Linked DNA regions of Mus musculus: regions 2, 3, 4, 5, 6 and 7 are each linked to region 1. Evidence: chromatin contacts called from public HiChIP or PLAC-seq and promoter capture Hi-C data. All regions are on one chromosome and are shown on one strand. Each heading gives the region's core, a stretch centred on a gene start, on an enhancer-like site or on the middle of the called end of the contact. The rest is flanking DNA. Distances are from core to core; before and after follow the strand shown.

What was found. Promoter capture Hi-C pulls out the DNA fragments that hold promoters and counts their contacts. HiChIP or PLAC-seq counts read pairs in DNA pulled down with a chosen protein or histone mark.
Region 2: a contact with region 1 is called in a promoter capture Hi-C map of embryonic stem cells, with 2.5 times the contacts expected there. The contact joins the promoter of Plppr3 here to the promoter of Adamtsl5 in region 1. A contact is called at or near these places in 1 of 39 promoter capture datasets (embryonic stem cells), 1 of 15 datasets of contacts at CTCF or cohesin (embryonic stem cells) and 2 of 115 datasets of contacts at active chromatin or transcription factors (bone marrow-derived macrophages and pancreatic cancer cells).
Region 3: an H3K4me3 HiChIP or PLAC-seq map of pro-B cells shows a contact between it and region 1, with 3 times the contacts expected there. The contact joins the promoter of Oaz1 here to the promoter of Adamtsl5 in region 1. A contact is called at or near these places in 1 of 115 datasets of contacts at active chromatin or transcription factors (pro-B cells) and 1 of 9 other capture datasets (liver).
Region 4: an HNF4G HiChIP or PLAC-seq map of pancreatic cancer cells shows a contact between it and region 1. The contact joins the promoter of Dot1l here to the promoter of Adamtsl5 in region 1. A contact is called at or near these places in 2 of 39 promoter capture datasets (liver and pre-B cells) and 1 of 115 datasets of contacts at active chromatin or transcription factors (pancreatic cancer cells).
Region 5: a contact with region 1 is called in an HNF4G HiChIP or PLAC-seq map of pancreatic cancer cells. The contact joins the promoter of Wdr18 here to the promoter of Adamtsl5 in region 1. A contact is called at or near these places in 2 of 39 promoter capture datasets (embryonic stem cells and pre-B cells), 1 of 115 datasets of contacts at active chromatin or transcription factors (pancreatic cancer cells) and 1 of 9 other capture datasets (liver).
Region 6: a FOXA1 HiChIP or PLAC-seq map of pancreatic cancer cells shows a contact between it and region 1. The contact joins the promoter of Izumo4 here to the promoter of Adamtsl5 in region 1. A contact is called at or near these places in 2 of 39 promoter capture datasets (the SN4741 cell line and liver), 3 of 115 datasets of contacts at active chromatin or transcription factors (Th17 cells, microglia and pancreatic cancer cells) and 2 of 9 other capture datasets (adipose tissue and liver).
Region 7: a contact with region 1 is called in an HNF4G HiChIP or PLAC-seq map of pancreatic cancer cells. The contact joins the promoter of Arhgap45 here to the promoter of Adamtsl5 in region 1. A contact is called at or near these places in 1 of 39 promoter capture datasets (pre-B cells), 1 of 484 Hi-C or Micro-C datasets (embryonic stem cells), 1 of 115 datasets of contacts at active chromatin or transcription factors (pancreatic cancer cells) and 1 of 9 other capture datasets (pancreatic islet).

What each region holds. Positions count from the first base shown.
Region 1 is chr10:80,346,420-80,350,181 of GRCm38.p6, reverse strand. Adamtsl5 (ADAMTS-like 5) reads left to right here and starts at 1,734. Exons shown (of 13, transcript NM_001285435.1): 1 at 1,734-1,826; 2 at 2,557-2,625.
Region 2 is chr10:79,872,607-79,876,368 of GRCm38.p6, reverse strand. It overlaps Plppr3 (phospholipid phosphatase related 3), which reads left to right and starts at 1,735. Exons shown (of 7, transcript NM_181681.2): 1 at 1,735-2,349. The coding sequence starts at 2,275.
Region 3 is chr10:80,824,845-80,828,606 of GRCm38.p6, reverse strand. It overlaps Oaz1 (ornithine decarboxylase antizyme 1), which reads right to left and starts at 1,951. Exons shown (of 5, transcript NM_008753.4): 1 at 1,702-1,951; 2 at 225-370; 3 at 1-146. The coding sequence starts at 1,847.
Region 4 is chr10:80,753,161-80,756,922 of GRCm38.p6, reverse strand. It overlaps Dot1l (DOT1-like, histone H3 methyltransferase (S. cerevisiae)), which reads right to left and starts at 1,720. Exons shown (of 28, transcript NM_199322.2): 1 at 1,399-1,720. The coding sequence starts at 1,479.
Region 5 is chr10:79,958,137-79,961,898 of GRCm38.p6, reverse strand. Wdr18 (WD repeat domain 18) reads right to left here and starts at 1,747. Exons shown (of 10, transcript NM_175450.4): 1 at 1,527-1,747; 2 at 787-897. The coding sequence starts at 1,736.
Region 6 is chr10:80,701,020-80,704,781 of GRCm38.p6, reverse strand. It overlaps Izumo4 (IZUMO family member 4), which reads right to left and starts at 2,089. Exons shown (of 10, transcript NM_027829.3): 1 at 1,823-2,089; 2 at 1,653-1,733; 3 at 1,502-1,573; 4 at 1,026-1,052; 5 at 854-929; 6 at 696-743; 7 at 588-602; 8 at 347-364; 9 at 69-83. The coding sequence starts at 2,066. It overlaps Mob3a (MOB kinase activator 3A), which reads left to right and starts at 2,962. Exons shown (of 4, transcript NM_172457.2): 1 at 2,962-2,985.
Region 7 is chr10:80,014,869-80,018,630 of GRCm38.p6, reverse strand. Arhgap45 (Rho GTPase activating protein 45) reads right to left here and starts at 1,959. Exons shown (of 23, transcript NM_001142701.1): 1 at 1,713-1,959; 2 at 527-851. The coding sequence starts at 1,805. Abca7 (ATP-binding cassette, sub-family A (ABC1), member 7) reads right to left here. Exons shown (of 47, transcript NM_001347081.2): 46 at 3,444-3,684; 47 at 3,059-3,325. The coding sequence ends at 3,173.

The DNA.
Region 1 (3,762 bases), core at 485-2,984:
GGGCCTATTGTACATATGCACCTATTGTATATACTGTGAGCTATATGCTCGCTCTGCCAGACACAGTGTTTCCTGCACACTTGTATCATGAAGGACGGGGCACCTAATGTATACTCCCCTTCAGTGCCTACTATGTGCACTACCTGGATAGTATATCTGTTGCATATTTTCTCCTGTAAATCTATGTCTGCTGTATATCCTCCATGCAGAGTGCATGCCTACTGTATACCAGGACAGAGTGCATGCCTACTGTATACCAGAACAGAACTCCTACTGCACGGGCCCCTCTCTCTCCCTAACACGGTCCTCATCTTTGCTTTGCTGAGGTCCCTTCCTTTCACAGCAGGACGTCAGGATTGTCTCTCATTCTCCTGCTGACCCTGGCTAGGCCACCCTTGCCTCTAGCCCCTTTAGTGGTTATATGTTCTGTAGGGGTTCTCCTCACAGCCCATGCCTGGCCTTAGCATCTTTTCTTCAACAGGATGATGGGTGTCAGAAATCGGAGTCATGGCCATGCATGGCCACCTCCCCACACTGGGCTTGGCTGCTGGGCCATAGCTGTGTGCACACAGTGACTTGCATAATAATGTCACGGAGTGGTCACACTCAGAGATGTTTCCAGCGGCTGTCCTGTGCTGAGCCCTGTCCAGAGGACCTCCCTGAGGCAGGTGTATACAGCAGACACTGTCCTCTATGTGTAGTAAATACTGCAGGCAGTCTGCTTTTCAGGGAGTGCATACAGCAGGCACCGTGCCCTGTGAGGAAAGCGGGCCAGAGGTCAGCCAGGTGGGCTTCCTAGAGGAGGCGAGTTCAGCGCCCAGGAATAGCATGGTCCACACAGCACTGATCATCGCAGTGCGGCGTCCTTCTGCCCGGCTGCCGGGAGGCTACACGAAGGCGATGGGGTCAGGGGGTCCACAAGAGGCTGGCAGAGTGCCGGGAATGGGAAACTGAGGCGGAGGGCTTGAGGCCAAAACCAGTGGAGAGAAGCAGCACTGGCGTCCAGGCCTAGAGGGCGGGACCGGGTGGAGCATTGGTGACGGCAGCGCCTGGGAATGTGGGGCAGGGAGGGTCCCTCCGCCCCCAGCGGGCGCGCGGGGCCTCGTGAGGGGATGCTTGGGACTCGAGTGAGGAGTCGGGGGGCGGGGGGGGTGGAGATGCGAACCAAGGCAGGAAGGTCTAACTGGGGAATGATGTGGACCAGCGTGGAGAGGTCTAATTGGGGGTAACAGGGACGGGGTGGGAAGTCCCAGTTGCAGGGATGATGGAGACCTGGGTTGGGGTCCCAGGGATTGTTGGGACAGAGCTAGGAGCCTGGCCTGAGTGGGTGATGGGGATGAGGAGAGGAAATCTGGCGTATCTGGCTGCGGGGTGCTACGGAGCAGGACGGGGTACTGAGAGTGAGAGGGCGCCCTGGCATGGACTATCCCACCCCAAGCCCCAGCGCTAGGCACATTCCCTGGCCCTGAGCGCGGCGCCCGGAATAGCAGTCCAGTCACCCCCGCGCACCGCCCCGCAGCTGCACTTCCCAAGGTCACTGGCACCCAGGATATCAGGACCAACGCTGGGCCGCTGAGCTGCGCTGTCAGACACAGTAGGTCAGCCCCCTGCCGCAGGTCCGGGCCCAACGCGTGCGCCCTCTCCTGCCGCACGAGGGCGCCCTTGGCCTGCGCCCTCGGTGACCCCAGCCTGGGCGCGCCTAGGAGGCCCGGGTGGGAGGGATCGACCGAGTTCGCAGTCCCGCACTTTGGGGCCCCGCCGCTTCCGCCAGTCCCCGGGGCGTCCCGGGGAAACTTGGACGTATTGCCTTGGGCTCTCAGCAGATGGTAAGTCCCTCTTCCCATCCTGCCACTATTCCACCCGGTGTGGCGGCGGGGATGAGATTGGTTTCTTTCCCTGCTCGGAGCGAAAGCAGCAATCCCTAGGATGGTGGGTGAGTTTGGGGGTCGCACTTCCTACGGGATGGGACTGAAACTCAGGAGACCGACACCCCAGTGACTGGTGCACCAATGCGGGAGAGGGATGCAGTGCTAGATGCGGTGCTCGGGAGAGGGCATTGACAGACATGGGTAGGAGCCCCCCTCACGAAGGGGGTTATGAGATGGCCTTCCCCAGCCTCCTTCTTCCTTCCTTCCCGGGACAGCCCAGTTTCTGGGCCCGCAGAAGGAAGGGTCCGGCGAGTGTCTTGAAGCAGTTCCCGTGAGTTTCCAATTTACAGCCATCTCGGTCCCAAGGTGTCCTAAAGGACATCAGATTGGCTGACAACCGGAGAGACCCTGGTTCCAGCCGGGCCGGGGTACTTTTGTCCTCCTTACCCCTTTTTCAGGTACCTGGACCCTGTGGGCTGCAGATCTTTGAGAGCCCGTGTGCCCTTCAGAGAGCCTGGCCCGGGCCCAGAAGGGACTCACTTCATCTTGGTTCCCTTCCCTCCTGGCTGGTCTTGCCAGGCTGGGATCACGAGGAGGAGGGCGTCGGCTGAGAATGACTTCATCCGGTCTCTACAGTTGGGGAAACTGAGACCTCCACTCAGCCCCACCCTGCTCTTCTTGTCCGCAGATCCTCTAGGCACCGCAGCCCGCAGCTCTGGCAGATGAGACCATGACCCACGTGTTGGCAGGAGGCCAGGTCAGCCGCCCAGCGCCTGCCACGGGGTGGGGTTGGGGGTGGGGAGGAGGTCCCTTAGGCTATGGGGTACCTGGGAGCACAGCGGTCCCCAGAGGCTGGGGGGCAGCTGGGAGGGGGACATCCATTCCACCCTGAGTTTCTGGATGAGCCTCCATTAATTATCCCTCTACAGGCTCTCAGAGACTCAGGGATGGGGTTCCGCGGGTTTTCACTGCACAGATGGGGAAACCGAGGCCTGGAGAAATGGAATGGTTGGTTCCTGGCCACCCAGGAAGGTAGATGAAAGGGGTGACTAAACTTGCAGCCACCTAAAAACTGTCCTTAAAGGATTCCTTGTGCATTATAAAAGAACACACTGGGGCTGGTGAGATGGCTCAGTGGGTAAGAGCACCCGACTGCTCTTCCAAAGGTCCTGAGTTCAAATCCCAGCAACCACATGGTGGCTCACAACCATCCGTAATGGGATCTGACTCCCTCTTCTGGAGTGTCTGAAGACAGCTACAGTGTACTTACATATAATAAATAAATAAAAATCTTTAAAAAAAAACAAAAACAAAATAAAAGAACACATTGTCTATAGGAAGAACTGATTAAGGTGGGTGTGTGGCAGTCCAGGACTAGCAACTTTGTCCCAGGAGGCTAAGGGAGGAGGATTTTTCAGAGTTTGAGCCTAGCCTGAGCTACAGATCAAGACTCCCATCTCAAAAGGAAAGCAGAAGCCTGTCCTAGAGCAAAAGCCCAGTGCCCACTGTCCAGGAGCTAGTAGGGGAGGCAGGAAGGTCACGAGTTCAAGGTTATCCTTAGCTACTCAGGAAGTTTAAGACCAACCTGGGCTACAAGACCCTATCTAAAAAAAAAATAAAAAAGAAAAAAAGAAAGCTGGGCGTGGTGATGCACGCCTTTAATCCCAGCACTCGAGAGGAAGAGGCAGGCGGATTTCTGAGTTCGAGGCCAGCCTGGTCTACAAAGTGAGTGCCAGGATAGCCAGGGCTACACAGAGAAACCCTGTCTTGAAAAACCAAAAAAAGAAAAAAAGAAAAGCACGTGTGCAAATCTTTAGTCCCAGCACCTGGGAGGCAGAGGCAGGCGGGCCTCTGTGAGTTGACAGACCAGCCTGGGCCACATAGAGAGTTTTGG
Region 2 (3,762 bases), core at 486-2,985, 470 kb after region 1:
TCTCTCTAGTCACCCAGGACATTCTTTATTCCTTATTTATATATTTATTTATTTTTGAGACAGAGTCTTACTATGTAGCATTGCTGGTCTTTGGCTGTCCTAGAACTCACTATGTAGCCCAGGCTTGCCTGGAACTTACAGTAATCCTGCCTCATCTCCCAGAGTGCTGGAAAGACAGGCTGGGACCACCACACTCTTTTTGTTTTTGTTTTGTTTTGTTGGGTTTTGTTTTGTTTTGTTGGTTTTTCGAGACAGGGTTTCTCTGTGTAGCCCTGGCTGTCCTGGTTCTCACTCTGTAGACCAGGCTGGCCTCGAACTCAGAAATCCGCCTGCCTCTGCCTCCTGAGTGCTGGGATTAAAGGCGTGCGCCACCACCTTCGGCCCACTGTTTTTGTTTTTATTTCTTTTTTTGTTTTGAGTCACAATCTCAGTCTATAGAGCAGGTTATATCAAAACTCACAGCAATTCTCCTGCCTTACGTGACTGAAAACTGCACACACACCACCAGCTCCTCTTTGCTGCTCCTTTTGTGCTGGGTGTCTCTGTATGGCCATCAGGCCTGGGGAGCTTGCTGTTCCCATGAGGAAACTCAGAAAACATGAGGCTGAGGTAGAGTCTGGGAACACAGCAGTCAGTTTGGGGAAAGCATTGAGACAGTGAGAATAAACCCATAATATTTATACGTGAGCCCTGCGGTGCCTGCGTGCTCGTGTTTATATTTGAGCCCTGCAGTCCTGCGTGCTCATGTTTATACGTGAGCCCTACAGCCTCTGTGTGCTCATGGGTCCTTTCAAAGGCCCTTTTTGGTTTTTTTGAAAGAGGGTGTCACTATGCAGGCTGACCCCATGGAATCCCCCCGCCAGTCTCACAGAAAGAGAGAGGAACACAAGCAGGCTTCTTGGTCCCTGAGACCAACCCTAGCTTGACCTGACCTTTGGGGACAGGGTCTCTCCTTGGCTTGCTGCTTGCTGCTTAGGTGAGATGGTGGCTGGAGAGTCCTGGTGATCCTGCCTTCCTCCTGTACCCAGGGCAGAGGGATTCGAACTCAGGTCCTCACGCCTGCAGCACAAGTGCTTTACAGATTGAGACATCGCTCTGGCCTCCACACCACTCCCTTTTTAATGATTTTAAGACAGAGTCTCACTGTGTAGGCCAGGCTGGGCTGGGACTTACAACAATCCTCCAGACTCAGCCTCTTGAATACTGGGACGTCAGCCGTGTACCACTACACTCAGCTTTCAACAGAGAGTTGCAGGGTCTGTCAGCCTAAGTCCCACTTCCCAGTGGGTCACAAGAGTTTGTTAAGGGCCTGGTATACAGTAGGTGCTCAGCAGATAGTGACTATTCCGATCTAACATCTTAGGGCCTCAGTTTGTCCCATCCAGGATGGGGTGGGGTCAACCAGTGGGTACATTTACAGGACTGCCTCTGTGGAGAGGAAACCCTTGAAAACAGCAAGCACTGCATAAGTGCACATTACAGTCCTTTATCCTCAAGGCATCAACTGCCCAGGGTCAGGAGGGTGAGGTGGCCCTGGTGGTTGGACAGAGGAGAGGTGGGACGGGGACGAGGGGGAGAGAAGGTAGAGGACAGCCCCTCCACCCCTGTGTCTTTGTCTCCTTTTGCTCAGGCGCCCAGGGACCTCACCATGGAAACGGACTCCAGCGAGCCGCGGGCACGGAAGGCGTGGGGGCCGAGGAATCGGCGACCGTGAGACGCAGGGAGGCAACTGGAGGCGCGGGGCGCGGGATCTCGCCTTCCCCACACTGCGCCGCGCGCTCCTAGGTCCCGGAGATCAACCGTGCTCGCGCAAGGCGCACAGAAGGCACGCGCAAGGGGCAGGGACGAGACCCAGATTGCGGTCCCCGCGCAGGGCCAGAGACCCTGAGACCCGCAGAGTGGGAGGCGGAGGCGCCCAAGCCGGGGGCGGGGTTGGGGCGGGGCCGAGCGGGCTGCAGAGCGCGCAGACAAAGAGCTCACGCGCCGCACACCGCGCCCGGGCCTCGCGTCCCTCCCACGCGGGGACCCTGGCTTTGTGTCCGCGCTTTGCAAGGGACTCCGCCCTCCTTGCTCCCTCCAGGTGAACGAGCCGCGTGCGCGCGCGGGGGCTCCGGCCTCTCCCTTCCCCAAGTTCCCCCTCTGCTCCAGCCTCAGTTTCCCCGAGCCCTCTTGGCTAACCCTTATCTCCCCACCTGGAGACTCCATCTGCGCAGCTCCTAGTCTCCAGCCTGCCTTTGTCCCCCTGCAATCTCGGCCTACAGCGCCAACGTCACCATGCTTGCTATGAAGGAGAAGAATAAAACGCCGAAGGACAGCATGACACTCCTGCCTTGCTTTTATTTCGTGGAGGTGAGTGGGGGTCGCGGTGAGAGATCTTCGTGGCAGGGAGCTTCTGAGACCGTCCACTTCATGCTGCAGGAACAGGAACCCGCACCGCGGAACCAGGCCACCTGGAGTTGAGATGGGGATGAGGCTGGTTCCAAAGGCACAGGGTTTTACAGGTCGAGTAGGAGTTGCAAAGCCTCAGAAAGGTCCTTTAGAATGTGGGAACAGATGGGGGAATGCTAGGATGCTGGGCGTTCCTTTAAGGACAGGGTTGAGAAGCTCAATTGGGGGCGGGGGGGTGTGTGCTGGAAATTGGGGCATTGGAGGTGAACAAGCCCCAACTAGTGAGGGTGGGTGGGTGCTGGGTACTTGGCTCTGCAGTACCCGAGGTGCGTCTAAATTCAAGCACTCTTCTAATGGCATGACTGTGTGCCCCACGCCCAATCTCCACCAGAGCTCGTCAACCCCTCGGTGAATCCAGACAGCTGTGGTGGAGAGCTGAAAGCATCTAAAAATAGAAAACAATAAATGCATTCACTTGGTGCATACTAAGTGTGGAGGGTTGCGGTTTCCTTTGAATGGCAGAAGCTGTGAGCCAGGCAGAGTCTCAGAAGCCCCTGATCAGGCTGGAGCCCAGCCTTCTGTCCTCAGCAGGTGACCTGTGTGAGCCACAGAGCATTAGGGGGAATGCTTATGTCCCAACATGACATTTAAGGGTGACTATAGCCCACTCCAAGGCTCTGCCCAGCCCCTCAGACCCACTCTCACCAGAATCCTTTGAAATCTTTCCAGAATTTGCTTTACAGCTATTTTTTTCCTCACTCAATTTAAAATGATTTTCATGTATGTCTTTAGTGCTGGCTACAGAATCCAGGACCTGGAGCTTAGACCTGAGGTCTACACCTGACCACGCCCCCACCCCACTCACTGGGGAATCCTAGGCGGGCCTCCACCCTGACCACACCTCCATCCTTTACTGGTGGATTCTGTGCCCCCAGTTCCTCACTGGGGGATTCTAGGCAGGGGTTTCTACCCTGACCACGCCCCCAGCTCCTCCCTGGGGGATTCTAGGCAGGGGCTCTACTGCTGAGCCAGGTCCTCAACCCCAATCTGAGATTTCACTCTGCAGCCTGGGCTGGATTGGAGTTTGAGATGTATCCAGGTCAGGATCTCAGCAGCTTTCCCGTCTCCGCCTCCCAGGTGTTGGACATGCACACACCACCATGCAGAGCTGAGATCTGAAATCCCTTTTGAATTTGTGTGTAGGTGCTTAGGAGCGCGTCCCCCCCCCCCCCACTGATGCGTATGTTGAGCCAGAATGTAGGAGGAATGATGGGTGTTTTCCTCAATTGCTTTCTTATGGGGCTAAAAGCTTGCTAGTGTCTGTGTGTCCTCACCCTGCACACCCAACTATGGCCACCTTGCTTTGTGGTGCGG
Region 3 (3,762 bases), core at 702-3,201, 480 kb before region 1:
CCAGCTGGGAGCTCGATGTAGAGGCCACCACCACTCCACACCGCCCTCCAGGTGACCTGCTTGGCCTCCGTGAGCGTGGACTGGATGCTCAGGACCCTGGTCTTGTCGTTAGACGTCGGCTCCTCTGTCACATTCAGCCGCTCGTCCTAGGGGAGCAGGGTTGTCAGGTTGGCCAGCTTACTTTGCCAGTGCCAGGCACCCCCGGGCTCTCCACAGGTACTCACGGAGTACAGGATGCTAGCTGAAAGACTGTGATCCCGCTGACTGTTCCCTCGCCCACCTGGGATCTTCAGGGGTGGGTGAGGGACATCAGGAGCACCACCGAGGCCCCGGACCCAGGTTACTACAGCAATTAAGGGCAACCCTAGAACTGCAGGAAACAATGCTCAGGTGGCAGCAGCGGCAATAATTAAGTGCCCGGGCTTCCCACTCAAGAGCCATTGACAACAGTCAACCCGAGTCACTGCCCCTCACCTGTGTGACTCTGCCCCTTTTGTAGCAAGACAGGCCTCACAGGCAGTGTCATCTCAGCACTGTGGCCCATCCCACTCCATGCTGCCAATCCTCCCTTCACACCAGGTCACTCGCTCCTTCCTACCCTCTGGTCAGCAGCTACCAGTGACCCCAAAGTTCTACCTCACTAACTACTCATGCTCTAGAGTCAGACAACCCCAAGTCTCCTCTCTTCCCTACTGCCACTCTATAGGTGTCTGCACAGCCTATATCCAAAGTTCCTACCACCTATATCGACGCCCTTCCCAAACCAGTCCCCATTCTGAACCCTTCAAGTGATACCCTCCATCCCACCCACTGCAGACTTTTAACTGCCAAGTGGACCAGGGATTAAGGTCACCTCACATCATACTCACCACACCACACCACCTCCATGTCCTCCAACATAGCTCTGTGAGCCCCCAAGCCTGACCACTTCCAAGGTCCTAATTCTGACCCAAATCCCTCCAAAGTATTAGAGCCCTCAACACGCAATCACTAAATCCAACCTAAACCTCATCCCAGCTTCCCCACCTGTGACTTCCTAAACCGACACAAGCTTCTTTCTCAACACCCCAAATCTGATCCCATACTCTCCCACCAAGAAATGAGTCCTCAACATGTACCCAAGAATATAATAGGATTCCTCCCCAACAGCACCCAAAATCCCAGTATTCTGCAAAGAACTCCAAACACCGGGACGAGCCCCACCTCTACATAGCATACGATTTATTACCCAAACGCCCTACAGGTAACCACAAACACTTCGCCACCTGACATTAGAACTAGCTCACATATCCGAGAGGCAGACCCCAAATTCGAGTCTCCAATCTCTTCTCAGATCCCTCCCCAAATCTTAGGCTCAACTCACAACCCCCGAATCCGATTCGAACCCAAAATCGAATCCTACATTTTCGCGAAATGTTCCCGGTCCTCCAATCAAACCAAACCCTATTCCTCAACCTGAGACTCCCTAATTCCACTCGAATCCCAAATCCGAGTCCGCGACCCGCTCCACAGGCCCCGCCCCGCCCCGCCCCGCCCCCTGCGCGATTGTGGCCGCCACAAAGGGGCGGATCTCGCGCTGCCGAGACTTATCTGGCGCCGGAGGCCGACCCCGCTCCGGGCCTGCGCGTCCTGCGCTGCCCTCTGGGGCCTACGCGGACGCTGTTTCTGGAAGGTTCGCGGCGGCGGGGGCAGGGCTCTCACCTCTCGCTGCTGCAGCCGCCGCGGCTGTGCTGACTAAGAAGCGGCATGGTGCGGCTGGCGTGAAGCGTGGCGCTGCGTTTGTCCCCTTCCTTCTCTCTGGCGAAGCAGTGGCTGTTGAGGATCCGCTGCAGGGAGGATTTCACCATCCGGCCGCTGGGGTCCGAAACCAGCAAAAACCTCCGCTGCACTTCCCGCGCCGCCGCCGCTGCTCGCCGTTCGCAAAATGGCGCCGGCGCCGACGCCCACTTTTATATGCGTCGTCACGGCAGGCCACGCCCCCACACGCAGGCGTAAACGCAGCAGTGTGAGGCGACGGAGGAACGGGGTGGGGCCACAGTGGCAGCCCAAGGAAAAACCAAATGCGTCCCACCTACTCCGGCTTCTGATTGGCGAGAGTAAAAAGACAGACAGAAGGTTTCCGTTGATGATTAGTTGGCGATAGGAGAATCCCGGCCCCGCGTGTTTGCGTCACTCTGTGGGAGGGAAGACAGAAAAGCCAGACGCGTCCCGCCCCTACAAGGCTCTGATCGGTCAATGTAGAAAAACGGACGTATTGGCCCCTTTGAGGATTGGTTGGAGTTCTGACAAGCCCGCCCTCGAGGCTTTATGACGTGAGGCGGAGGCGGGGCTTCTGTAGTCGCCTCCAGGACGTAAACCCCCATCTAGCCCAGGCCTCAAGGCTAGGACTCTGCGCCTCCTCTAGTACCTGTGGCCCTTCAGTTTTGTCATCTGTCATCCTTTCCATCTTAACCATTATGGTCCCACTCATGGGACGCCCCGCTCCGGGAAGACTGTCAGGACATAACTGTCAAGGGTACCTGAGGCTGACCTAGGCGGTTTGCTTGGTGCCCATCCCCCACGCGGCAAAATTATTCTAATGACCTTGTAATAATGGGTAATAGATTGGGACTCTTTGTTTTAAAAGCAACTTGCTATTTAAAAGAAAATCTGTCAAAAGTTAAGTATCCCAATCTAGAGAAGTATTTTATGTCAAATTGGAATTTAAACAACTTTTCTCATAGACTCAGCTTGAAGGTTTCCTTCATCCCAACCCCCCCTCCCCCGCCGCCGCCGCTTTTTTGTTGTTGTATTTTGATTTTTGTTTTTTGAGACAGGGTTTCTCTGTTTGCCTGCCTCTGCCTCCCAAGTGCTGGGATCAAAGGCGTGCGCCATCACTGCCCTGCTTACAATTTATTCTTAAAGAATTTCGTATTCTTTTTCTCTTTATGGGTTTTTTGTTGTTGTTGTTTTGTTTTGTTTTGTATGTTTTGTTTTTGAGACAGGGCTTTTCTGTGTAGCCCTGGATGTCCTGGAACTTACTCTATAAACTAAGCTACCCTCAAACTCAGAGATCTGCCTGACTCTGCCAGCTGAGTGTTGGGATTAAAGGCCTGTGGCACCACACCCTGCTCTTTCTCTCTCTCTCTCTCTCTCTCTCTCTCTCTCTCTCTCTCTCTCTCTCTCTCTCTCTCTCTCTCTCTCTCTCTCTCTCAAGATTTACTTATTTTATTTATATGAGTACACTGTTGTTGTTTCTGGTCTTCAGACACAGACCAGAAGAGGGTGTGAGATCCCATTATAGATGGTTGTGAGCCACCACGTGGTTGCTGGAAATTGAACTCAGGACCTTTGGAAGAGCAGTCAGTACTCTTAATCTCTGAGCCATCTCTCCAGCCCCCTCTAATTCTCTTTTTTTGTGAGCAAACTACAGTGTGATACAAAGATCAGAATTCAGTAAAAATCTATCTATGGTTGTGATAAAAGCCACTCAACCTAGCTGAGGCAGGAGGATTGCTGGAAGTTCCAAGTAATCATGGACTGCCAAAAAATCCCTTGTCTTGATAAACAGATGTCCCTGTGGTGGTGGCACAAGTCTTTAATCTCAGCACTCTGGAGACAGGGCACGTGGATCTCTTCTGAGTTCCAGGCCAGTATGGTCTTAGAGGGTAAGTTCTAAGACAGTCAGGGCTTAACAGAGAAACCCTGTCTCAAAAAACAAACACACAAAACAAAACTGGCTGTTTTTCCAAACGATCTAGATTCTATTCCCATCCACATGAT
Region 4 (3,762 bases), core at 471-2,970, 410 kb before region 1:
CTTCCAGACAGCCTCACCAGACAACCTCCCGGACTTCCCAACCTCTCAGACTCCACCAACACCAGGGGACAACTTTTCCCATTTCCCACAGTCCTTCCAGTCGTGGTAAGAAGAGGGACAAGCCTCCCCAATTTCTCAGACTCTTTGTAGGCAGACCACCAACCAGGAACCCACACTATAGACCAGGTTGGTCAGGACTCCTCCTGCCTCTGCCAAGTGCCAGGATTAAAAGTGTGTGCCACCATGACCAGCATACACACAAACAGATATTTCAAAATTCCTATTACATTTGTGAGTGGCTGTGTCTGTGCACACAGTGAGGTCAGAGAACTTGTGGAAGTTGGTACTCTCCCTTCTGCCCATGTCCCAAACATGGAACTCAGATTATAAGACTGTTGCTGAGCCATCTTGCTGACCTCAGGAGAGTTGAGTGGACACTTGTGGGAATGTTCAAGGACACACAGGGCTGCCTAATTCGAAGAGGCAGAGGACAGGTGCAAGGGCATCCCAGGACACACATGTTCCCTGGGACCCCAGTGAGGATGTGAACTCAGCAGCACCAGGGAACCCCACTGCTGTATCTTCTACTCAAAGCATACAAAGGGCCACAAGGGGACAGTACACTGACCTCCGCAGGCCCTCCTGGACTTCAGAACCCACTTGCCTCTGGCACTTCCACTTTAAGGGATAACACCTCCAGCTTTGCAGAGTCGCACCAGCTCTACCCACCAGCATGAGAGGACAACCTCCAGACTCCCTAAGTCCCCTCTAGCCATGCCACCAACATTAAGAAACAACTGCTCCAGCATTCCAATGTACCTCCAGGCCAATCCACCAACGTCAAACGACACATGAGGTACAAATTGAGATGACAACCTCTCTAACTTCTCAGGTTCTTTCAGCCGGGCACCCTGACATGAAGAAACAACTATTCGGAGCCCTCCTACCACTCCACGAACGTGGGGGGACAACCCAAACCCAAGGGCCAACCTCCCCCTGACTTCCTAGGGTTCTTTTTAGCACCTGCCCATGAACATCAAAAGGTGACAACGAGAAAGGGCATAGAGGACAATAGGAGAAGGCATCAGGATAAGAAACAGATGACTGGAAGAGGGCACGTGAGGTGACAATTTGAGGTGACAACATGAGGGGTCGCCACGAAAGGCAAGGAATCCCCGACTTCTCAGTCTCTACACCCCTGCCCACAAGGTCGGTCCAGACTCAGGTCCTCAAAGGCTGGAGACGCGGGGCTCCGGGCCGGCGGCGGCGACAACGCGACCGGCCGCGTCAGGGCAACGGCAGGCGCGGGCCGAGAACGGCCAAGGACCCGCCGCCGCCGCCGCTGCCGCCGCGGAGCCCCACGACTCCTACCCCCGCGTTCTCCGCAAGTACACTCACGTAGACCGGCAGCGGCCACGGGTAGACGGCGGGCTCGGCGCCCACAGGCGACTTGAGCCTCAGCTCCAGCTTCTCGCCCATGTCGGCGCGCGCGGCCGCCGCACCATGCTAGGCGGGCGGTTGGGGGAGGGGCGGGGCCACCGGCGGGAAGCCGGGCGGGCGGACACGGGCGGACGCGGGGCGGACGGCTGAGGACAGACGGCCCGGCCTGTGCCTCGGCCGCCGCTCCCGTGTGGCCCCAGCTCCCCTCTTTGTAGGAGTCACAGAGCCGGGGCGTCTAGAGCCGCCGCCATCTTGGGCCGGCGTGAGGAGAAGGCACAATGAGCCGGGGGGTCGGGCGGAACCACTCGGCGAGCGCGCGCGGGGGAGGCCGGGAGCCAAGAGGCGGTGCGCGCCCAGAGCCTCCGCCCGCCGCGCCGCGCGCGCCACCCCTCGCACGCCACGCCCCCTTGGACTCGCCCTCCTCCGACCGACGCACGCACTTACGCACGCAGCGGCGCACGCACGTCCTCGGTTGCCCTCCGACGTCGCCGCCAGCCGGAAGCGGGGACCCGGGGAAACCCTGCGGAGGAAAGCGAGAGAGACCAGGCGGGGTCAAGTTCAAATCCCAGTTGCACAGGCTTGCTTCGCGTCCCTTCGCTTTGCTTTGCTTTTTTCTTTTCTTTCCATTTCCTGTTCTTTTTCTTTCTCTTCCCTTCCCGTCAATTTTCTTTTTCTGTTTTTCTGGCTTTTTCTTTCTTTCTTTTTTTTTTCATTTTTCAATTTTTCCCCTTCTTTAGCTTTTCTATTTTTTCACTTTTCTAGCCTATCTGCTTATTGTTTATTTACATGCTTTTTTTTTTTTTTTTTTTTTTGAGACAGGGTGTCCCTGGCTGTCCAGGAACTCATTCTGTTGACCAGTCTGACCTCGAATTTACCAAAATCCACCTGCCTCTGCCTCCTGAGAGCTGGGATTAAAGATGTGAGCAATAAGTTAATTAATAAATCATCAGTCAAATTGGACCCTATAGGTCGGAGGCTCTCAATTAAGAGTTCAAAGCAATGTTATTCTCTGACCTGCCCAGAACTTTACAGAGTCAGGAGCCAAACTTATTTCCTTCTTAGGCCATTCCAATCCTTCTAATACTTAAGTTCCCTCCCCCCAAAACCTTCTGAGAATAAGTTACCTTGAGGTGAGCTGTCACCAGCTCACCAGCCGCTTCTGGATAGCTGCTTCTTCTTCCTGACTACATGGGAGTGAATGTAATCTAGGGGAGATGGCTCCCACCCCTCATCCTAGCGCTTGCCAGCCCCCAAAAGAAGGATCCGGAGCTAGAAGCCATGCTGAGCTACCAAGTAAATTCCGGGCCAGCCTGGGCAACTCAGTGAGCCCTCGTTCCAAAACTAAATGACGTGGTAAAAGACTCTGTAGCTTGGTGTCTCAGTCAGGGCTTCTATTCCTGCACAAACATCAGGACCAAGAAGCAAGTTGGGGAGGAAAGGGTTTATTCACCTTACACTTCCACATTGCTGTTAATCACCAAAGGATGTCAGGACTGGAACTCAGGCAGGTCAGGAAGCAGGAGCTGATGCAGAGGCCATGGAGGGATGTTCTTTACTGGCTTGCTTCCCCTGGCTTGCTCAGCTTGCGCTCTCTCTCTCTCTCTCTCTCTCTCTCTCTTAAATACATTTTTTTCCCAAGACAGGGTTTCTCTGTGTAGCCCTGGCTGCAGCTTGCTCTCTTATAGAACCCAAGACTACCAGCCCAGGGATGGCACCACTCACAAGGGGACCTCCCCCCTTGATCACTAATTAAGAAAATGCCTTACATGGGCTGGTGAGATGGCTCAGTGGGTAAGAGCACCTTACTGCTCTTCCAAAGGTCCGAAGTTCAAATCCCAGCAACCACATGGTGGCTCACAACCATCCATAATGAGATCTGACTCCCTCTTCTGGGGTGTCTGAAGACAGCTACAGTGTACTTACATATAATAAAAATAAATTAAAAAAAAAAAAGAAAAAAGAAAATGCCTTACAGCTGGATCTCATGGAGGCATTTCCCCAGCTGAAGCTCCTTTCTCTGTCAAGTTGACACAAAACTAGCCAGTACACTTGGTATGATGTAAGCAGGTCAAGAAACTGAACTTGCCAGGTAACTCATGGGTTACACAGGGCTCTTGGGACACAGGCAGAGGCAGGTGGATAGCCTGGGCCTGAGCCGAGATTATCCTTCCTTGCAGAAGTCTGCATTGGCTCTTCCTAGATTGCTCTATTGTTTTTATTTGTTGGCTTCTATGTTTTTTTGTTTGTTTGTTTTTTGGTTTGGTTTTTCGAGACAGGGTGTGCCACCACACCCGGCGGCTTCTACGTTTGATTTTGTTATCT
Region 5 (3,762 bases), core at 498-2,997, 390 kb after region 1:
TTAAATTTCTTTGTAGGTCTAGGGGTACTCTCAGAGGCCAGATTTGAAGGTGCTTAGTTCCCTGGAGCTACAGACAGTTGTGAGCTGCCATGTGAGTGCTGTGAACTAAACCTGGATCCCCTGAAAGAGCAGCCAATGTTCTTAACTGCTGAGCCAGCTCTCTCATTCAGTAGACAGTTTTTCTTTCTTTTTTCAGGTTTATTTCCTTTATGAGTATTTTGCCTGCGTGCCTGTATGTGCATGCAGTGGGCAGTCTGGTGCCTACTGAGATCAAAAGAGGTGTCAAGTTCTCTAGAACTGAAGTTATGGATGGCTGTGAGCCATTCTGTGGGTGCTGGGAATTGAACCCAGGTCCTCTGCAAGAGCAACAAGTGTAGTCAATCACGGGAGCATTTCTCTTTGCTGCTGACTATGGATGTTAACTGACTTTCTGCTTCCTGCGCTGACTTCCCTCATATAAACCACAAGTGTAAATAAATGCTTTCCTCCTCCTCTGCACTGCTTCTGGTTCCTGCCTCCTCCTCCTCTGTACTAATTCTGGTCACTGCCCTTTTCTAAGTTTCTTTCCTGGTTGCTCACGACAGCACTAGAGCCACCAGCAGGTTGAACACTGTCCTGTATCTCAGTCACAAATGAGGACCCTATAGACATGGCCACATTTTTGTTTTCAGAAGTCATGGGTAAGATCTCCAAGACCACCTGCCTACCTCAGGTAAAACTGGACACCAACCAGTTTTACTCTCTAGCATTCCCAAGTGACACATACGTGTGACAAGCTGTTCTCACCTCCCACAGGTAGATGCTCTCTGCAATTCCTGCCAGGACATACAAGCCATTAGGTGCTGTGGTCAGACAGGTGACAGGCCCAGGACACATGATTTTCTGTTGGAGCTGATCCTAGGGACACAGGATACAAGACAAACTATGTGAGTATCAGAACGGAGGCAATGGAAGGTTAAAGTTTTTAGTACAGAGAGCAAGAGTAAGGGGGTTGGGGAGACAGACTGCTCAAGTGAGGGGTTGTCGGTGCGGCTCAGGGTTAGAACCACTGCCTAGAACCTCCCAGTGAAGGGCAGGGTCAGGGCTCAGCAGTAGGGATCCCAGCGGACAAGAAGGAAGCTCTGTGTTCCAGAAACATCAGAACCAGTAACCCCAGGCCTCAGTCAGTCCTGACTATGAAGATCTGCGACTCTTTACGAGGGTAACAAAAGGACGGGCCGTCGGTCTCTGTCTTCCTGCGGCTCCTCAAGATCTCTGATCTGCCATGCTGTCCAAAAGCATGACCTCTAACGGACCCCATTTTCCCTTCTGCATCAAAATTGGCGTCCCTAACACTACAAGCGTGCAAAAGCGGATTCGCCATCGATCTTCATCTGAGCACGCGTGCGTTGGCGCCATCTCCCTAGGAGAAAACCCCTCGGCCTCCGAGTACGCCCTGTCACGCAGCCACCCCAGGGTCGCCGGGACCCCAACCCTGGCGGCGCCCCAGGACTCTCGGCTGCCCCGCGGACGCTGAGGCCCCACACCTTACGCTGCAGCTCCCAGGCGCAGATGTAGTTCTTGCCCTGCTGCGCCGCCAGCAGGTACTCGCCATTGAGTAGCGCCAGGCCTCGCGGCCCCGCTTGGCCGCCTCGGTAGGTGAGCAGGTTGGCGCCCGAATGAAGCTCCCACACCACGCAGCTCCAGAGCTGTGCCGCGGCGTCAGTACACACCACCACTTCCATGGGCGCCGCCATCTTGCTCTGCCAGTCCCGCCCCTGAATCCCATCATCCTTAGAGAGACTGTTAAGATGGCTCCTGGCCGACTAGAACGGCCATAGCGCCTCCTAGAGGCCAAACTGGAAAGTCTACGCATGCGCGGTAGCTTCACCAAGCCGAGGAGGCTGTTGATTGCCTGGTGCTTTACGGGTTCCAGGAGCCCTAACGTGCGCATGCGTAAAAAGTTCGCGGCTCTGGGGCGGAGCTAGCAGCAGGTGAGAGGGCGTAGCCAGACGACCTGCACATGCGTACAAGCCAGTGCGCGAAAGGCGTAATGCTAGACCCAGCCAAGCAGGTTAAAGAACACCAGGAGCTTCTTCGGGGGCGGGGCGGGGCGGGGCGGGGCGGGGCGGGGCAAAACAAAACAAAACAAAACAAAACAAAACAAAACAAAACAAAACAAAACAAAACAAAACAAAACAAAACAAAACAAAACAAAACAAAACAAAACAAAACAAAACAAAACAAAACAAAACAAAACTGGATTCCTGCACATGCGTAGAAGACTGGGGAGTCCCTGGCCGGTCAGCACTGTATTACCTCTGTGTAGTGGAAGGTATTTTTGCTACCTGTTTGCTGGGTTTGTCTTTTTTTTTTCTTTCTTTTGTTTTCTTTTTCTTTCTTTCCTTCTTTTTTTCTTTCTTTCCTTCTTTCTTTTCGAGACAGTGTCTCTTTATGTGCTGGGTGGCCTTGAGCCTCCACCACCGGTGACCGGTTTATTTACTTTCTTTTCTTCTTCTTCTTTTCTTCTTCTTCTTCTTCTTCTTTTCTTCTTCTTTCTTCTTCTTCTTCTTCTTCTTCTTCTTCTTCTTCTTCTTCTTCTTCTTCTTCTTTTCTTCTTCTTCTTCTTCTCCTCCTCCTCCTCCTCCTCCTCCTCCTCCTCCTCCTCCTCCTCCTCCTTCTTCTTCTTCTTCTTCTTCAGATATTTACTTTATTTACATTTCAAATATTGTCCCCTTTCCTGGCTTTCCCTCTGAAACCGGTTTACTTTTTTTTTTTTAAAGATTTATTTATTTATTATATGTAAGTACACTGTAGCTGTTTTCAGACACTCCAGAAGAGGGAGTCAGATTTTGTTACAGATGGTTGTGAGCCACTATATGGTTGCTGGGATTTGAACTCCAGACCTTTGGAAGAGCCGTCGGGTGCTCTTACCCACTGAGCCATCTCACCAGCCCCCGGTTTACTTTTTAAACCTTGTTTTATAGCAAAAATATAAACCACTGATCTTTATACTTTATTTAGACCAAATGAAGTTAGTGACTTACTGCATGTAAAATCAGGCTACATACTCATCAAGGATAATATGTCTGGCTGAGGTGAATTGGTGATTAAACTCTTACCAATCGACCCACGCCCTTTATGGATTTGCCGCTTCTTTGCCCTTTCCTCTTTTGAGCCATAAATTTCAAATTTGTATTCGGTTCACTCCGTGTAGACCCAAAAGGTCAATCTCTAGCCAAGCAACCTTTAGCCTCGGGTCACAGCTGCTGGTCATAGGCCAGGTCTAAAACCAAGTGTCCCCTCCCTCCCTCCCTCCCTCCCTCCCTCCCTCCCTCCCTCCATGTGCTGTTAGTAAAGGAGATTGCAAGCAATTGTGGAATCGCAGCTGGGAATGTGGCTGCCAGAGCGCTGCGCCTGCCGTGGCAGCAGAGCTGGACGCACGGTGGGATGGTGAGCTGGGTCTAAGAGCAGCTATTGGGCCTGTGAAGGGAGCAAGGTTGCATGCTGGGTGCAAGCATTGGACTCAGCGACCCTGCGACCTCAGGCCAGAAAGAGAGGAAACGAGTCCGAGTGAGGCGTGTCACCCAATGTGGCCCCAAGATGGCAGGCTCGAGCTGCGGGGGAACAGGGAGGACACGGTAGGTGGTTCTCAAGAGAAGGCACCACTTTGAGCAAGAAACTCAGGAACAAGGTGCTGTCCAGTGGCACAGACACAGGTCTGGCAGAGGATGGAGCATGTAGAGCTGCATTTGAGAACGTTAGAGGGGACAGTCATGTGCT
Region 6 (3,762 bases), core at 840-3,339, 350 kb before region 1:
TTGACTTTGGAATTCTGTTTTCCACAGGTCACCTGCTTCTTTGTAGCCTTATTCCCCAGCTCACTCACAAGGCTGGGGTGGTTCTGCACATCCAAGTTGAGGCCGCAGGGAAGAAACACAGCATGGTTCAGGCAGTGCGTTGACCACACAGGCAGGTGTGACTACAGATGGCCAGTGTGCCCTCAGGCACACAGCCCTGCCCAGCATCCCCTCCCGCTCTTACCCACCCTGCCCAGCATCCCCTCCCACTCTTACCCACACACCTCCTCACTCCATCCCTCTCCCCACTCCCCATACCCCGCTCCTCACCTCACTCCTCCCTCTCAAGTGGAAGGCCTGGTCTTACCTCATCTTTTCATCCTGTCTGAAATAGAATGGGGCTCCAGTTAGACCCTCCAGGTCTGCCACCACACCAATTCAGGGAAGAATAGGTTTCATGAAGACCCTTCAGCCAGGATGGCTTGCCCCCTTCCTCCAGCTGAACTTGGAGACCTTTGAAGGGTGTGGGCAAGGTCCTCCTGAGCCTTGGCAAGCTTCAACCCCTCATCATAAGGCACACACAACCTTGGATTCCAGCAGGAACTTACTTGTGCCAGGTGTTTCTACAATGACAGTAGGTTTGGAGTCAGGGGACCAAGTGGCCTCCCTTGGTGTCTCCCTCTCCATGTCCTGGTACCCAATAAGCCCCAGCTCACATGTATTTCAGAAGGCCCTGTACAGCTGACTCCCACTGTGCCGATGACCTGGGGTGGGGGGGGGGAACACAAGACTTGGTGGTGGGGTATCCCCAAGGCCCTGGTCCCCTTCCTTGCCTAGGACCCCAGGGGCAGTGGGATTGCTGCATGAGCCATACTTGCAGTAGTAGCCAAAGCAAATGACGTGGGAGTCCGTGCAGTTGCTGCAGGAGATGGTCTCGTACTGGTAGATACCTGCAATATATGAGAAGCAGCCCCAGACTCCCCTGGGCCCTCCCCAGCCTGGGCCACTGCCACTGTGGCCCTTAGCCTGGACCATGGTTCACTTACCACAGTGACGCTGACAGTCAATGCGGCCTGGGGAGGGGAGGACATAACAGGATAGTGCTTTCTGACAAGGCCCAGAGCTCAACACCTCAGCCCCACTTGTTTTTGTAGCCCAGGATACCCTAGCACAGAGAAGGTAGCCTAGGCTGCCTTGTGATTTGTGGCAATCTTCTTGCCTCGTTCCCTCATTTCTGAGTGCTGGGATTACACGCTTGTGCTACATGAGTTTCATGGATGTAGGAAGGGGTCAGTTGCAGTGAAAGATGGGGATAACCTAAGGGAAGGATGGTTCCATTGTTCCTAGGTGCCACCAGGAGACTAGTTTGACAGAAATAAGGGGGTGATGGGCATGCTAGCAAACATTTATGCAAAAGGGCCTCCTGCAGAGTCACTCCTCCCTGAGCCCTGTTTCCAGTGCCCCTAGCCCTGAAGTGCCAGCGGCCATGATCATCTTCCCCTCTGTGGAGCCCACTGCTCACTCTCTATGATGGCGTTCTGGATGAGGCGCACTTGCTCCCGGAAGATGGCCCGCAGCTCATTGGGGAAATACCCTGATGTGAGAGTCACAGCAGAACGGTCAAGTTCAGGTGCGTAGCAGCTCGCACCGGCCCCACCTGTTTCTCTTTTTACCTGGGAAGTACATCTTCCCCTGGTACAGCTGGTCCATCCTCTGGTACACGGCTTCTGCTACTTGATATAGCTTCTTCCGGGCTAAGGGCAGGAGGAAAAAGCAAGCAAATGAGTGGCCCTGCCCGGTTCCCTGCTGCTCTTCTGACCCTGGAATGGGTTCCGCCGCTCACTGATCTCAGCAGGAATGGCCAGATGGAGCTCCTTCATCGTGTTCTGGATCCAATCGGAGAGCAGCATCCCCGACACAGGAATGTCACCCACCCACCACGACTTGAGGTTCACGTGGTGACGATAGAAGGAGAACTTCTCCGCGAAATTGGGGTCGCACTGCAGGCAGCCCCGGGCCAGCGCCGCTGTCATGCCCAGAAACAACAGCAGGGCCATGGCCTGGCCCAGCCTGCCTTGCCCAAACATCGGCGCCGCCAGCGCCGCACCCTCCAGCCGCGCACCAACCAACGGTGCCTCCCGCGCCACGCCCTGCCACGCCGCACCAACCAACAGCTCGCGCTGTGGACCCTGGCCGCGCCATCCCCTGCCCGGGCCTGATCATGCTTCCAACTCTGGTCCCGCCCCGCTTAGACATGTCCCGCCCACCGGGCCTGATGGCGCAAGCCTTTAATCCCAGCACTTGGGAGGCAGAGGCAGGCGAATTTCTGAGTTCGAGGCCAACCTGGTCTACAAAGTGAGTTCCAGGACAGCCAGGACTACACAGAGAAACCCTGTCTCGAAAAAAAAAAAAAAGACAGCGCCTGCCCACGGATGGCTCCGCCCCTACCTGGCCAGGCCCCGATTAGACTCCTGTCCCAGGCCTGGTTCCGCCTACAGGCCTGGTACCGCCCACGGATGGCTCCACCCCTTTCTAGCCTGTCACCACACCCACCCCACCGCCATCCGGACTTCTGTCCCAGGGCTGGCTCTACTGGATCTCCCCAGGAGAGTGTAACTGAATCTCTCCAGTTACAATTGGCAACTGGTAATGCCAGTCTGTCCCCAGGCTCCACCCCATCCACAGCGCCTTACGCATGCGCTTTGGGCTGGCGCCAGTTCCCGAGCCAGCGAGGGAGGGCTCGTCCCGCCCCTCATCCGCTCCACTACAGCCAATTAGCAGCGCCCGTCCTGGTCTCCAGGGGCGCGGAGTGCCGCCTGCCTTTCACACCGTGATCCTCCGAACTCGGGCGCCACACCTCCATCCGGGCTGCTTCCCTTTAAGGGAAGTAAATCCGGCTGGCGGGCGCGGCCTGGGCGGGGCGTGCGGCGTGTCCCTCCGCGGGCGTGTCCCTCTGCGGGCGCGGCCGGAGACTGGGCGAAGCGAGAGACGGTTCCGGACAGCCAGGTGGGTCCTCCGAGGGCCAAGGCGGGCGGCGGGCAGCGGGACTTCATCCCTCAGGGTGACAGTGTCCAGCGACCGGCCCAGAGTGGGCGCTGGGGACCTGGATCTGTCAAAAGGAGGGAGAAAGGAAGCGTCATGGATCAAAAGCGTGTTTAATATTTGAGGTCCTAGATAGCACAGGCTAGCCTCCAGCGGCTGGATAGGATCCTCCTTCCCATCTCCGCTGACTCATTTGTTTGAAATGATCACGTTTCTGTTAAACTTCATTGAAGGTCTGGGCTCTTGCTCTGGAGTGAAGCATTTGCCTTGTGTGTAGAAAGCCCTGGGTTCTATCCCTACTTCTGCCTCTTCAGCACTCCTCGGCCTCCCCTAAATAAGCCATTGAAAGGCTGGATGGAGAGACTCAAAAACAGATCACAGAAAGTTAACTTTGGCCGCAGTTTCTTTTTCTTTTTTCTTTTCTTTTCTTTTCTTTTCTTTAATTCTTTCCTTTTATATTTAGCCCAGGCTATCCTGGAACTCAGCGAGATCACCCTGCCTGTGCCTCCTGAACGCTGAGATTAAAGGTCTGCGCCAATAACTTTGCCTTTTCTCTTCCCTCCTGCCTCCACCCCTTCCCTAGGCTCCATAGAATAAAGTGCCTACAGTCAAGTAGAGGTTGGCATAGTGTTAAGGCAGGGCAATTATTATTCCAGAGCTCCACGTGTATCCTTGTAACTTTGGTTTCTGATTTGCTACCGTTATGCAGAGTTGGGAGCTCAGGAACTAGGGGTGGGAGTG
Region 7 (3,762 bases), core at 710-3,209, 330 kb after region 1:
ACACATGCACTTCTTTTCATCCTATTTGAAACCTCCTCATATCCCCCCCCCGCCCTTTTTCTTCTTCTACCTTTTTTTTTTTTTTTTTTTTTTTTTGGCTTTTCGAGACAGGGTTTTTCTGTATAGCCCTGTCTGTCCTGGAACTCACTTTGTAGACCAGGCTGGCCTTGAACTCAGAAATCCACCTGCCTCTGCCTCCCAAGTGCTGGGATTAAAGGCGTGCGCCACTTCTCTCTCTCTCTCTCTTTCTCTTTCTTTCTTTCTTTCTTTCTTTCTTTCTTTCTTTCTTTCTTTCTTTCTTCCTTCCTTCCTTCCTTCCTTCCTTCCTTCCTTCCTTTCTTTCTTTCTTTCTTTCTTTCTTTCTTTCTTTCTTTCTTTCATTCTTTCTGAGTCAGGGTCTCACTGTAATTCTGGCTGACCTGCATAAGACTCAAGTGTAGACTCACAGAGATCCTCCTGCCTGAGTGCTGGGCTGAGAGGCTGCCCACCTCCTGCCCTCCCTCCGTGCTGCTCTGAAGATCCTCACCGTCCTGCAGCACACACTCCTTGAGCTTCTCCAAGCCCTCAGCAAAGCGGGCCACATCCGCCAGCAGGGTTGAGATGTCTTCTACGCCATCAGGGAAAGCTCCCTCAGTGGGTAACTCTGCCGGACTGGCCGCAGAAAGGGGGCTTCGGTACCCACGGCCCAGGGTCCAGGTGGCAGTGCCCGAGAGCGGGAAGCCTGCTGCACTGGCATGGCGGCTCAGGCTGGTGGGTCTTTTGAGTGTCCCTGTGCCCTTGGCTACCGTGGACAGGGATGTGGCTGGTGGCTCCAGGCCGGGAGCTTCTGTCCAATCCTTCCTGGGCAGCTCCTAGGTATGCATAGGGAAGAGGAGTCAAGGGGATCCCCCATCCCAGACACTGCCTCAGTTTCCCCAGAAAGTCCTCACAGGGGTCAGAGGTCAGTGGGCAGAGAATTTTAAGCTCCCCCCCCCCCACCTGTTACCCAACATCCTCCTGTCTATAGCTTTCACAAACAACCGTCCCTACCCAAACCACAGCCAGAGGCGGGGCCTGTGGGGCACAGGAGGGAGGGGGCACCCCACTTCCTGGTGGGGGTGGGGAGGACTCTTGTGAGTCTCTAACCCTGTAGCCACCCCAGATACCTCTACGGGTGTCCACTTTCTAAAAACATGGATAACTTCTGTGACCTGAAAAGATCATCAGGCTCCTGTGTCTCAGGACACCCCCAGACCTAGTAGAGGTACCCCTAAACCTCACAAATTCTCAAAAGCTCAGCAGGCAGCAGCAGGTCCTGGAGAAACTTGGAGACCCCCCCAATCTGCTCTGTACACCTGCACCCCAGTTCAACACCAGTTCCCCATTGGCTTTCAGAACCCTAAAATTGCCCAGACCCCATATTACAGTGTAGTCACTAGACTCCAATACCAGTTCTACCCACTACCCACAACCGTCATTGGCACACGACGGGGACATCCCTCATCAAGATGGGTGACTTGGTTGCCACCCAAGGCCATCCCTACCTACCGTAATGCGGCCTCCTAGGTTCAGGCCACTCCTTGTCGCCGGCCATTCTGCCTGGTGTGGACTATAGCTGGCCCGGTTCCCCCAGCGTGGACCCAGCATGGTGTTGTAGTTGCATGCTATGCCCATCAGTGACCACAGGCTGTGGGTGTCATCCTGGGTCCCCACCCGCTCTGTGCCCCACTCACCCCTGAGGAGGACTGCGGGTTGGGGCTCCCCGCGCGGTTCTTTTTGGAAATAGAGGGAGTTTTCATAAGTTCTCGCTTCTTCCGAGAGAACATGGTGGAGTCAGCCCCAGTGGCCCTAGGTGAGGACAGGCGGGCAACGGCAGGGTGGGAGTCTGGGGGTGGTCTCAGTCCTGCAACTCCTGGTGCAGGCTGTCTCTGGACCACATTGCTCAGGGCCACCCCCTCCCCAGCTGTCAGAGCCACACGTGACTGGCTTGGCTCTCATTGGCGCATAAGTCTCCTACACAGGAAAAGGCTCCCCAGCAGAGGGAGGGAGGTGACACCTCAGATCCGCCCCCAGTGTGACTGTCCCAAGTGTCAGCTCTTATAGGACTCTGCACACTGACTCTGACACAGGTTCCCCACAGCAGGCCACCTTCCACTTGCAGCCTGTGTCCTGTGTGGCCACCCGATCCAGGCATTAGCTGACTCTTGCTTGGGACATAACATACAGTCAAGAAAGGCAGTGTCATGTGTATACTGATATGAAAGACCAGAGAGGAGGCTGAGCAACAGGTTCACACACAGATCAAACAGACACCCCCTGAGTCCCTCACCATGCACAGGTGACCCCCCATTCCCTATAATCACCAGCCTTACAGTCTTCTGGGGACCATAGGACCTGAAGGTGCCATGCCTGGGTGGCTTCCATCCAGCAACCCAGGAGCTCCACTGCCCTGCTGGCCTCCACTTAGCTCCCACTCCCACTCTGCCCTCTATATCCCAGCTCTGAGCTTCAGGTCTCAGGATCCCCAGAGGTACTATTTAATAATTTAGACACCATGTCCCTTAACCATCCCAAACTCCACTGACCTCAGGCACACTGGGTGGCTCTCGGGGACACAGCCCAGAAAGGCCGCAGCCTGCAGTACCTAGGCCCGCTCTCCAAGCTCTGGTCCAGCCACAAACCCAGCCGAGGAGCCCCTTAAGGGTCCCGTGCCTCCCACTCATAGTTGGATGGCTGGGGGTGGGCTTGGGAGGTTGTCTCAGGATGAAGACTGGCTGGCTCTGGGGTGGGCTTCTGGTCCGGTCAGGCCAGGAAAGTACCAGGGTCCTCTATACCGTCTGGAACATTCCACAAGCCTGACCTCATCTCTACTTCACGGTCAGAAACACTCACAAGTCCCGCCCTTGGGTGTCAGACCCACATAGGTACATGCAGGTCAGGATACGTGTGACTGGACACCTGGGAAGTGTCCGTGTTGCAGGCAATTCACAGCAGGACACACGCGCATACTGTACATGTGATAGTGTATGGGACTGTACAGAGCTAAGACTCCTAAAACACAAACTCAGCCGTGGCCTCATTCTCATTCTAGTTTCTTTTTATTTCCCCCAGAGCCCAAGGCTTTCTGGGAGCCAGCGTATGGTACAGAGATCCTCTGTCTGAGCTTTGCCACTCAGTCCCAAGGCAGGCATGCTCAGATCATGGTCTCCACAGAGCTGGGGTCTTCCAGGAATCGGCTGACACGTTTGGGATGCTGCCGGCCAGGTTTGGAAACCTCCTCTTCTTCAGCCTCCTGCCGACTGCTCTCTTCCTCTTCCCCTTGGTCTTTGGAGAAATATAGGAACACCTGGCAGGGCAGAGACATGGAGGGGGCAGAAATGCATGGGGTGGGGGTAGATGTCAGCCCAGGGTCCTGAGGCACCTCAGCTCTTCCCTTCAAACCCTTTGATGGTGCCCGAAGTCACCTCCTCCAGAGTGGTCTGGCTCACAGAGAAGTCCTCCACACCGTGGGCCCTGCCCTGGGCAGCCAGCTCCCTGAACACTCGTGTCAGGGTGCATCTGCCCCCCGGTGGCAGTTGGAAGCGCAGACGGCTGCCGTGCACCTCCCGGAGTTCAGCCCCAGGGAATGTGATCCTGATGAAGGCTATCGCCGGCTCAGGCTGGTCCGGTGGGACCCTTAGAGTCAGTGTGTGGCCAGCCCCGAACCTGGAGGGGACAGGACCAGGGATGCAGGCCATGGCCCCTATTGCTCCTCGAAATCTCGATACTCCCTACTAGACCTGT